2 separate regions of the Zea mays genome follow, and region 2 is linked to region 1. The links are chromatin contacts, called in public Hi-C maps. All regions are on one chromosome and are shown on one strand. Each heading gives the region's core, a stretch centred on a gene start, on an enhancer-like site or on the middle of the called end of the contact. The rest is flanking DNA. Distances are from core to core; before and after follow the strand shown.

What was found. Hi-C and Micro-C count contacts between places; a contact is called where the count stands out from the background.
Region 2: a contact with region 1 is called in a Hi-C map of ear, with 5 times the contacts expected there. The contact joins the promoter of LOC100193441 here to the promoter of LOC100278121 in region 1. A contact is called at or near these places in 6 of 25 Hi-C or Micro-C datasets (bundle sheath, ear, endosperm and 2 more) and 1 of 3 datasets of contacts at active chromatin or transcription factors (leaf).

Annotation. Positions count from the first base shown.
Region 1 is chr6:44,309,147-44,313,890 of Zm-B73-REFERENCE-NAM-5.0, reverse strand. LOC100278121 reads right to left here and starts at 3,345. Exons shown (of 2, transcript NM_001363950.1): 1 at 3,055-3,345. The coding sequence starts at 3,233. The coding sequence ends at 3,063.
Region 2 is chr6:44,621,125-44,625,642 of Zm-B73-REFERENCE-NAM-5.0, reverse strand. LOC100193441 reads right to left here and starts at 2,469. Exons shown (of 2, transcript NM_001138560.1): 1 at 2,203-2,469; 2 at 1-998. The coding sequence starts at 902. The coding sequence ends at 330. LOC118472177 (a long non-coding RNA gene) reads right to left here and starts at 4,354. Exons shown (of 3, transcript XR_004850118.1): 1 at 4,299-4,354; 2 at 4,009-4,088; 3 at 3,018-3,910.

The DNA.
Region 1 (4,744 bases), core at 2,096-4,595:
AAGCGGTGGTTAGGATTGGGTGTCCATTTTTTCGACATCGGTACAGCTTTAAAAAACTTGCGGTTTTGTAAACATAAGGAACCAATCGGTTTACTAGAAAATGAAAAAACAAACGAGTTCGGTTTCAGTTTTTTATTTCAGTTTTTTTAGTAAAAAACGAACACCAAACTTATAATCAAGAATTGTTTATGGTAAAAACGACAATTTTGGCTCGGTTTGGTTTTTGGTTTATGGTAAAAAAAATGCCCACCTCCTAGCAGTGGTGTCAACAACCGACCAGGAATTGTTGGAAATTTTTATGTAGCATGTCAAATGAAATATACGCAAAACAGACCTACAGCACGCCAGCACCAATGGCAGATTGCATCAGCGATAGATTGAAGCCACTCACCGTACACCATCCCTCTGCCAGTGCCATCCGGCGTCCATGTCATAGATTACTGTTCCCAAAATACACTAATGTGATAATGACATCGTTAATGGATAAGTGCTACAATAGCCACCAGAAATAAGAACCTAAGAATCACTGCTGTTGCGAAATGAAACTAACTCCCGCATGATGGAGAGATTTTTGCAATTTTGGCACTCGATTCATCGGACTTCAGACTATTGGCATCATGAAGACAGTAATTGCTCTGTTGGCATTATAATAATGCACCCTTTGAATACTTGGCATCCTCCAGTGCTAATTGTCATTTGTTGTTGTGTTCGACCTATCACACCCCTCGCTTTCTCCGTTTTCGAGCTCCAATCACCATGCACTCTGGTCCAAGCGCTGCCCCGGAGCCTGTGAATGGAATGAGTGAGTGAGAACTGAGTGACTGAGAGGTCAGCTTGTGGAATCAAGGGATGCAAGCTGTCGTTGCAGTTGCCTCTATCCATGCACACATTCCCTGCCCTTGCTGCAATGTTGCGTGCCTCCGTCCGCGTGCCTTCTCCTTCTTTGAACATATGTTGCTAATTGCTACATGGCTTAGTTAGCCTAACTGCTATACAATGCATATGGGAGCTGCAACCCTCCAGTTATCTATGTGATGTGTTTACTCACATGCCCCAGTTACTGACGTCAAGAACTCAAGATCAAACACATTCCATTCTTGCTTAGCTAGACCGGGATCAGCTGCAAGGCGAGATGACGTGCTGCCGCCCACCGGTTCAACAGCACAGCCACATGGGACAGTGACAGCAATTTTGATTCCTGCACATCAAGAACGAGCTGCTAACTTTATCTTGGACGCTGTTCATCTGATTACAAACCTTGCAAACCCACCAGGCAGCAGCATATATTACACCGGACTATTTCAGAACAGAGATCGTCTTACTGACAGATTAAGACGATGAACAATCCAATCCAGAAGCAGGCGTCGACAATCATGGCAGTCGCTGCTCCCACTCTTCGTCCTCCTACTCCTGCTCCCACTCTTCGTGGTTGTCATCATAGCAGCCGCCGCCCTCGCGGATCGATGTGGAACTAGTGCCACCCGTACTTGAAGGCCGATCGGTCGCTGAGCACCCCAGTTTTGCCACGATAGACGAGACGGCTCACCAGGTACTGGTTATGTTTCGCATATAGGTTACACTGCCTGAGGGTCACGGCCAATGAGACGGCTCAGCGATGGGCAGCGAGCGTTGGTTGGCACCGGCGCCAAGGTTGGTATTTCCGCTGCCTGGGCACACGAGCACAGGGGCGGATCTGCGTCCAGGGCTGCCCGGGCTGCAGCCCCGGTCGCAGTCCAGTAACTTCAGCGAACAGGCCCACAAAGTCCAACAAAAAATAGGTCATCCACAGCTCCATCGTGGCATCGCTCGCTCGCTCAGCCCCCCGGCCGCCACGACAAAGGTCTCCATCGCCGCCACGACAAGGCTCTCCATCACCGGCGCTCGGTGCGGCGACGCTCCATCGCGGGCACGCTCGTGCGCGCCATCGCGACCTCGCGGGCGCGACACAACGGTTCTGGAAGTTCAGCACCGCATCAACAGCTCGCTAGCTCCTGCGTCGGCCTCCCGTCGGTGGCTTCGACAGTCCAGCAGTTCGGCACCGCATCGGCCTCCCATCAACAGCTAGCCAGCTCCACGCCTCCGCTTGCTTTTGCTGCTCTGACCGAGGGAGCTGTGAATGTGAAAACTGAAAACTGAAAAGTGAACCGTGCTATACTGTTGTGTCATGTGCTAGCTGCTTTGATTTGAACCGTTTGCTAGTTGCTAAGTATTGGTAGTTTGATTTGATTATTTATTTGCTAGAGGGAGAGTCCCTGTTTGTTAGTTTAGTAGGTTATTTGAGAAAAATTAAATTTTTATGTTTGTGGGGATATCTTTGTAGATATTAAAGATGAAAAGAATTTGAAGCATTTTTAAGACTTAAGAACTCAGAAGATAGATTTACCTCACAACATCAACTCACGAACGACTCACGAACGGTATGTATTGATTATTGTATTTTTAGAATTCATATCGATTTATTTTGAGCTATATATTAGTAGCCTGGTAGCCCACCTCTTGGATCAATCCTAGATCCGCCACTGCACGAGCAGAAGGTCTTATCTTATGTTTGTCTCTGTCCTGGGGTGAGCTCCCATGCATGGTGAACGAAACTTGAAGACGGAGAAAACGAGGGGCAGAATGGGTAGAACACAACAACAAATGACGATCAGCAGTCAGCACTATGAGATGCGAAATGTTCAAAGGGCGTGTGATTATAATGCCAGCAAAGCAATTGTCGTCTTCGCGATGCCAATAGTCTGAAGCCCAATTAGAGTGCCAAAATTGCAAAAATCTCGATGATGGAAATCTATCTGAAACATCCGTGCTACTCCAATCGGCAAATTCTAACAGCAATGGCATCAACGGAAGGTATTATGAACTATGATCGATACAGGCTAGCTAAGGGTAGTCTAAAGGGAAAAAATGAACCGCGTGGCAACACTAGCGCCAGTGACACCCATCACCGGAACAGATCGCCGAAACATTGCGCCCATCCCCTAGCGCAGGGGCATCGCACACAAGCGTCAACCAGGGCGGCCGAGATCTAGAAGCGGACTTGATCGGGGGGTTCACCTGGTTGGTCAGCGCTTCTTGTGCTCCTGGACGAACTTGGAGTTCTTGAGGTCCTCCTCGGTGAAGTTGGCCGTCATCTTAGTGATGATGAAGCCGGTGATGGCGAACCCCGTGAGGAAGGGCCAATTGCGCTTCCACTCCCGGCGGAAGAAGACCGGCCACGGATCGAACGTCTTCATCTACTAGGCCTCCGGCTCCGGCTCCGGCTCCGGCTGCTCGCGATCTCCTCGCACCCTCCTCCTCCGGCTTCGCTTCTCGCGAGATTGAGGTGAGAAGTGGATGGGGTCGAATGGAAATTCTCCTTCGAGTTCGATCCCCTCCCCCTCGTAGCGGCGCTGCGACGACCTGCACTGCACCCACCTAGGGTTAGGATTTGAATGGGCCATGGTGAGTGTCAGGCTCGATCCTATGGATTGTTGGGCCGGAAACAGAAGCGCATTCTTTTTCTGTTTCGATAACGGCCCATTTGGATCGAGCTCCTCGACGAATGTAGAAGTGTCTGTTTTGTTTTCGTACGGGTCGTATAGCACTGCTCAATGTGTAAATGCGTTGCAACGGAAAAAATTATAAATATTCATAAAACGAGATGGTACATGCCTATCTACCTATTTGTGTTTTATTTTTATAATTTATTAAAACCATAGTTTATTATATGATGACTATAATATTTATAGTATAAGCTAATATTATATCATTTAATTTTATACTATTCATGCATTTTTTGCGCATCTATAAGAATTACTGAAATCTATACTACTCTATTAAAAATCTAATGTGGGCACCCGGTGATACTATTGGTGTTTCAAAATTTTGGGGTTAACCACCAGATCACATATATCTCAATGTTTAGAAATAAATAATAGTTATATTTGAATAAATGAAAGAGAAATAAGCTTAACCATTTCGTATAATCGATTTTGGTGTTTGACGACCATCACAAACCGTATTGTCGGCGTTTCGACCCCGGGGGGTCCCTGGACCGACGAGTAAATTGTCGCTGCGTGTCCCAGCCTAGATGGGTCGGCGCGAGACGGAACACAAGGGGGAAAAGCAATAAGGGGAACCGCGGCTCGTGTTGTCCTGCGCCCAGGGCGGATGCGCTTGCAGTAGGGGGTTACAAGCGTTCGCGAGGGAGAGAGAGAGCCTGTTCGTCAGCCCGTCCTCCCACGAGGCTACCTTCTCGTACGAGGGCCCTAGACCTTCCTTTTATAGACATAAGGAGAGGGCCCAGATGTACAATGGGGATGTAGCAGTGTGCTAACGTGTCTGGCAGAGAGGAGTCAGAGTCCTATGTACATGCCGACGTGGCTGTTGGAGAGGTGTTGGTGCCCTGTTCATGTGATGTCGTGGCCGTCGGAGGAGCGCTTAAACCCTGTAGAAGCACAGCTGTCGGGGCTATTGGGACCTTGCTGATGTCTCCTTGCTTCCATAGGGGGCTGAGAACCGCCATCGTCATGGAGCACGCGGGGTGTCATCATTACTTGTTTTACCGGGGCGAGCCAGATGGGACGCCGGTCTTGTTCCTCGTAGCCTGAGCTAGCTAGGGGTAGGGTAATGATGTACCCCCCTGCGACGTGATCGGCCCAAGCCCAAGGTCGGGCGAGGCGGAGGCTCCTCCGAGGTCGAGGCTGAGTCCGAGCCCTGGGGTCGGGCGAGGCGGAGACCGTCGTCCGAGGTCGAGGTTGAGTCT
Region 2 (4,518 bases), core at 1,220-3,719, 310 kb before region 1:
ACACAAAAGACAGATAAAAGAGAGAGAAGCGCAAGCAAAACACATTGCAATCAGCAAGTAGGAACAGGCTGGAGAGTAACGAGGATCACACATCATTATAGGCAACACCAGCCAAAGTTTACAAGTAAAGTAGTTCGGCAGGACCCGGATTGAGATTTGGTAGAAATATAAACCGGGCAAAATTGGTGATCCTTCTCAAGCACTCCTACTGCAGTGCCAACAGGGTCTGCACTCTACAGTGCTAGCCAAAACCATCTTGTTCTACTTTGGGTGGATGAACTGAAATAAGTACTACTTGATGCCATCACTGGCAGAACACAACCATGATGTCATGGCGGAGGTGGCTTTGATGCCTCATCCTCATTGCCATGTTCCTTCTGCTCCTGATGATGATAACGACCACCACCACCACCACCTTCTCCGCCATGAGCCTTCTCCTGCAGCTGGTCCTTGAGCCCCTCCTGGTACGTCTCCACGAAATTCTTCATCGCGTCGGTGTACGTGGACGCGCGGGCCATGTAAATCCGCCGCAGGGCAGGCTTCAGCGTCTCTGCGCCACCCCTAGCGGCGACAGCGAGGTCCTCCAGCACAGTTGGCTCGCTGCTCGCCTTCCCCTTCCTGTCACTACCAGAGCTGGGGTGGCTGCCATTGGACGACTGCTCCTCCACGTCCTCGGCTGCCTTCTTGTAGTCGTTGGGCCTCAGCTCAGGGCCGATGTCCCGGACCCATGACGCGCCGTACAGCCGGGTGGCCTCCTTGAGGATGCACCAGCGTTCATGCCATGAGAGCTTGGGCCGCTTCTTGATGTGAGGAGGGTCCGGCAGTGACGACGGGAAGGCTATCTCCTTGAGGTCATACCGCACATAGTCATACAGCTTCCTGCACACGACTCTGAGCTTCATCTCCCTTTGTTTGCTCCCTTCTGCAGCGACTTGGATCTGATAGCAAGTTAGTAGGGGGCACCGTGCTGAATTAATCTGTCGACAACAAAGGAGCAACTAAAATGTCATCAGTGAGTATGCCAGCGACTAAACCCTTTGCACCCAGGTCAGGATGAAGCTGCTGATAAAATAGAGAAGAAAATAATGCCAACCGAAAACTGTAAAATGACAGCAAAACTAGCTAATGATCTGCTTGCTTGAACGATGCATGGCCTTGGAACAGCCCACAGGCTGCTGCTCTGACTGCTAAGTTCACCTTTGGGAAGAAAGCACATTTGTCCTCAAAAGTTACTTTGGCTGCTATATGAATATCTCGGATTCATGCTATCTTCTCAGAAATTCCATCCAAGCATTAGATGTGTCCCTAGTTTATATGTAACTTTAGCTGTGCTTGTCAGACGCAGAAAGAACTACATGTATTTTCTATGTTATTAGTAAATCGGGGGGAGCACCCTTGTGTATCTGAGTATCAGCTTCCATTATGAACAGTTGTACCGAATTTTAAGGCATGTTTTAGAATACATGAACTAAAAATATTTGGATTGAGGAAAACATTGCTTCTTTATATGTGACCCGCCACAGGTCTGCATTGCATACCTACAACTATAATGATAGCAAGGCAAATGCATCAGAGTCTGTCGACCAACTCTCACGTCAACAATGCAGAAATAGAGCAGCTGAAGGTGGATGAGATGGAGGAGGTCAGGAGGAGGCATTCTGATGTTAGCTAGTCTGACCTGTGAACGGAGTAGCACCATGTTACCAAAACAATGCAGGATTGAGGGGGGAGGAGAGAAAACAATCTTTTAAGGATAATTGTGCTAATACAAGAGCACAGCAAAATGGCTACAGCCTTTAGTACAATAATTTGAGCATGTAAACTGGCAGGAATCTAAAGCCTGAAAATCCATTTGTGCTATGAAACTAGCAAGCAAGATAAGATCATCAAAGTTCCCTTGATGAACTCTGGCATCAGGTACGCAAGAAACTGAATGCAGTTCAAATAGGAAGATGCGTTGAGGTATTACATCAAACAGCTTGCTTACACGAGCAAGATGCAACAGGCCTCGCCTAGCCACTGGCCATAGAGCATCGCCTTAGCATCAACAACGGCGTAAGAAGCCCTATGGCCGATCTAGGATTTAATAGCGCCCCGGGCCGATTTCAATATGGCAAAACTACAAATATACACGATACAAAACATAATGTGTCAAATGTACAATACAAAACAAAGTCCTCACCTTAATCCTCTGTTCCTCACCTGAGTCACTTCAATCTCTAAGGCGCCGAGCAGCAACACAGCACCCTCGCGCCCCTGCTAGCGCCTAGCAGCAGCACGCCAGCACCAGCGCACCGCCGAGGTGACGAGCCGCCGGCGTCGAGCGCCTAGCAGCAGCACCGCCAAAGCAAGCCCCGTGCGTGCCTGAGCCGCTGCGCGAGTACTACATGCACCTACGCGAGTGCCCCAGCCGGCTGCCCGCCGCCGCACAGCCCCTCGGCCACCGCTCGCTCGCGCGCAGGCGCAGCCTCGCCCTCACGGTCTCGCCAGCTCCCCAAACGCGAATGTGAATATCCTGGCCCAAACCAAATACCGCTATATGGGCCACGACCCGGCCATGCCCCAGCGGCCCGCGGGGCAGATCCGCTCCATTTATATCATAACCTTACGAGAGAGCCAGCTAACATATATATTTACTAGGTATAGGTCTGTGCGTTACTATGAAATTGATATGATAAAAATGTATTGATATACAAAAACACTAATTGTTATTCTATATTTTTGTTAATATCACTAAAGGAAATGTTTACATACCTTGCAAACATAAAAATAGAACGCACTTTCATCAAATTAAAAATAATGACAATGTTAAATATAAATATTAGCATCCTCACAAGATTAGAACAGTTATCTACAAGAAGTTTTATCTGAAATTCGGGCAAAATGCACAATCTCAGCAGTATAAAGAAGTATAATAAAATCATGGTGATAATGTTTAGCCAAAACAACTATATATACACATGTTCTGAAGTTTAATAACAGATAAAATTTAGATCTTGTTTTGATAAGCCATAATGAACAAAACAATTGAACTACTACATAACAGCTTGAAGACTGTTGCATGTATATCCAAAGGTTTATATTTTGAGTCACGCCGAACAGGCTACAGACCATAGACACAATTCCAACGGCGCAATTATACAATAATCTGTCAGATCGCTTGGAGTTGGCGGTCAAAAAAGTTGTCTGATGACTGGCACACGACACTGATAATTTCTTTCTTGTTTCTTAAAGCTGCTCCTGGAGTCTTCTTCCTAAGCTTTGAATGACTCGTATAAGGCTGCTGCATTAGATAACCTTTGGCCTTTCTTTTCCCATTTCGGAAACAATATGCAAACAAAATCAGAAGTATAAGGCTAAGTTGTAGACTGCGCACTTACCAAACTATTATTTGCCAAGGGCCCAAGCTCTATATTTTAGAATCACAATTCCAAACATTGTAAGAGAAACACAAAACTGATCAAAACTTGATGCTAATTCACTTTTCATGCAAGGACCAGAGATTGCTGAACAAAACTTTTAGAAACTACAAATATGAGATCTTACAAATTCATTAACTGGAACCAGATTATCACAAAGATATTACTTCGACCTATCATTCTCTGCATTTAAATTGAAGCTGACATTCAAAAAATAGTATTTATGTAATTAGGGACGTATGAACTTGCGTGTGATGAGGATGGGGTGGATACCAGAAATGTTGTACACTTACGCAGACAACATGGAGATTGAAATGAACACTACTTTAACCATGATTTTTTCTCCAACCTGAGATTTTGCCACATGGTCAAGGTGATTGAAGGCACTTGATTGAGCAATGCGTTTGATTTCTTTAGCATCATCTTCCTCATAAGCAGACAATAGCTTCATTGCACATCGATTCTGGTCGCTATTGAGGAAGGCTTGAACCCTATTAAACGACTTTACTTTACTCTTCATGGTTTGATGGGGGCAAAATAGCACATGGCACAAATATTGTTATACAAAATCCACCAATGTACAACTTACTCTAAGCAGTCATTGTAGCATTTTTGAGCTTGCTGAAAATCATGTGTGTAAAGATAGATGATGATCGCACTGAGATAGGCCTGAATGCCAGAAACAAATTTTGAATCAGACAAGTTTTGTGTTCAAGACATAAATGACTAAGCAATTTTGTTTTCAAGACATGATCACAGATAAAGCTGAAAGATACAAATATAATGCGCTAATTTTTAAAATGATCAATTCATTAATACACATGTAGTTTTTGAATAATATATAAGCAATTTCAGTTATTAGTTAGAAAAAAAGATTACCTTGCATTGGCTATTGATGGCATTGCACTTATCAGCAGCTGAACCGAGTCTTGAAAACAAAGCAGCAGCATCTGAATATCAATCCAACGGACAAACATGGGAGTGAATTGTAAGATGGTCATGTTAGTTACTTGCAATGCTACATGATAAGAACATGCAAATCTATCAGTATACACGATTCCAAGGTGTTAGGTTGTAATACCCAAATTGTAAGGAAGAA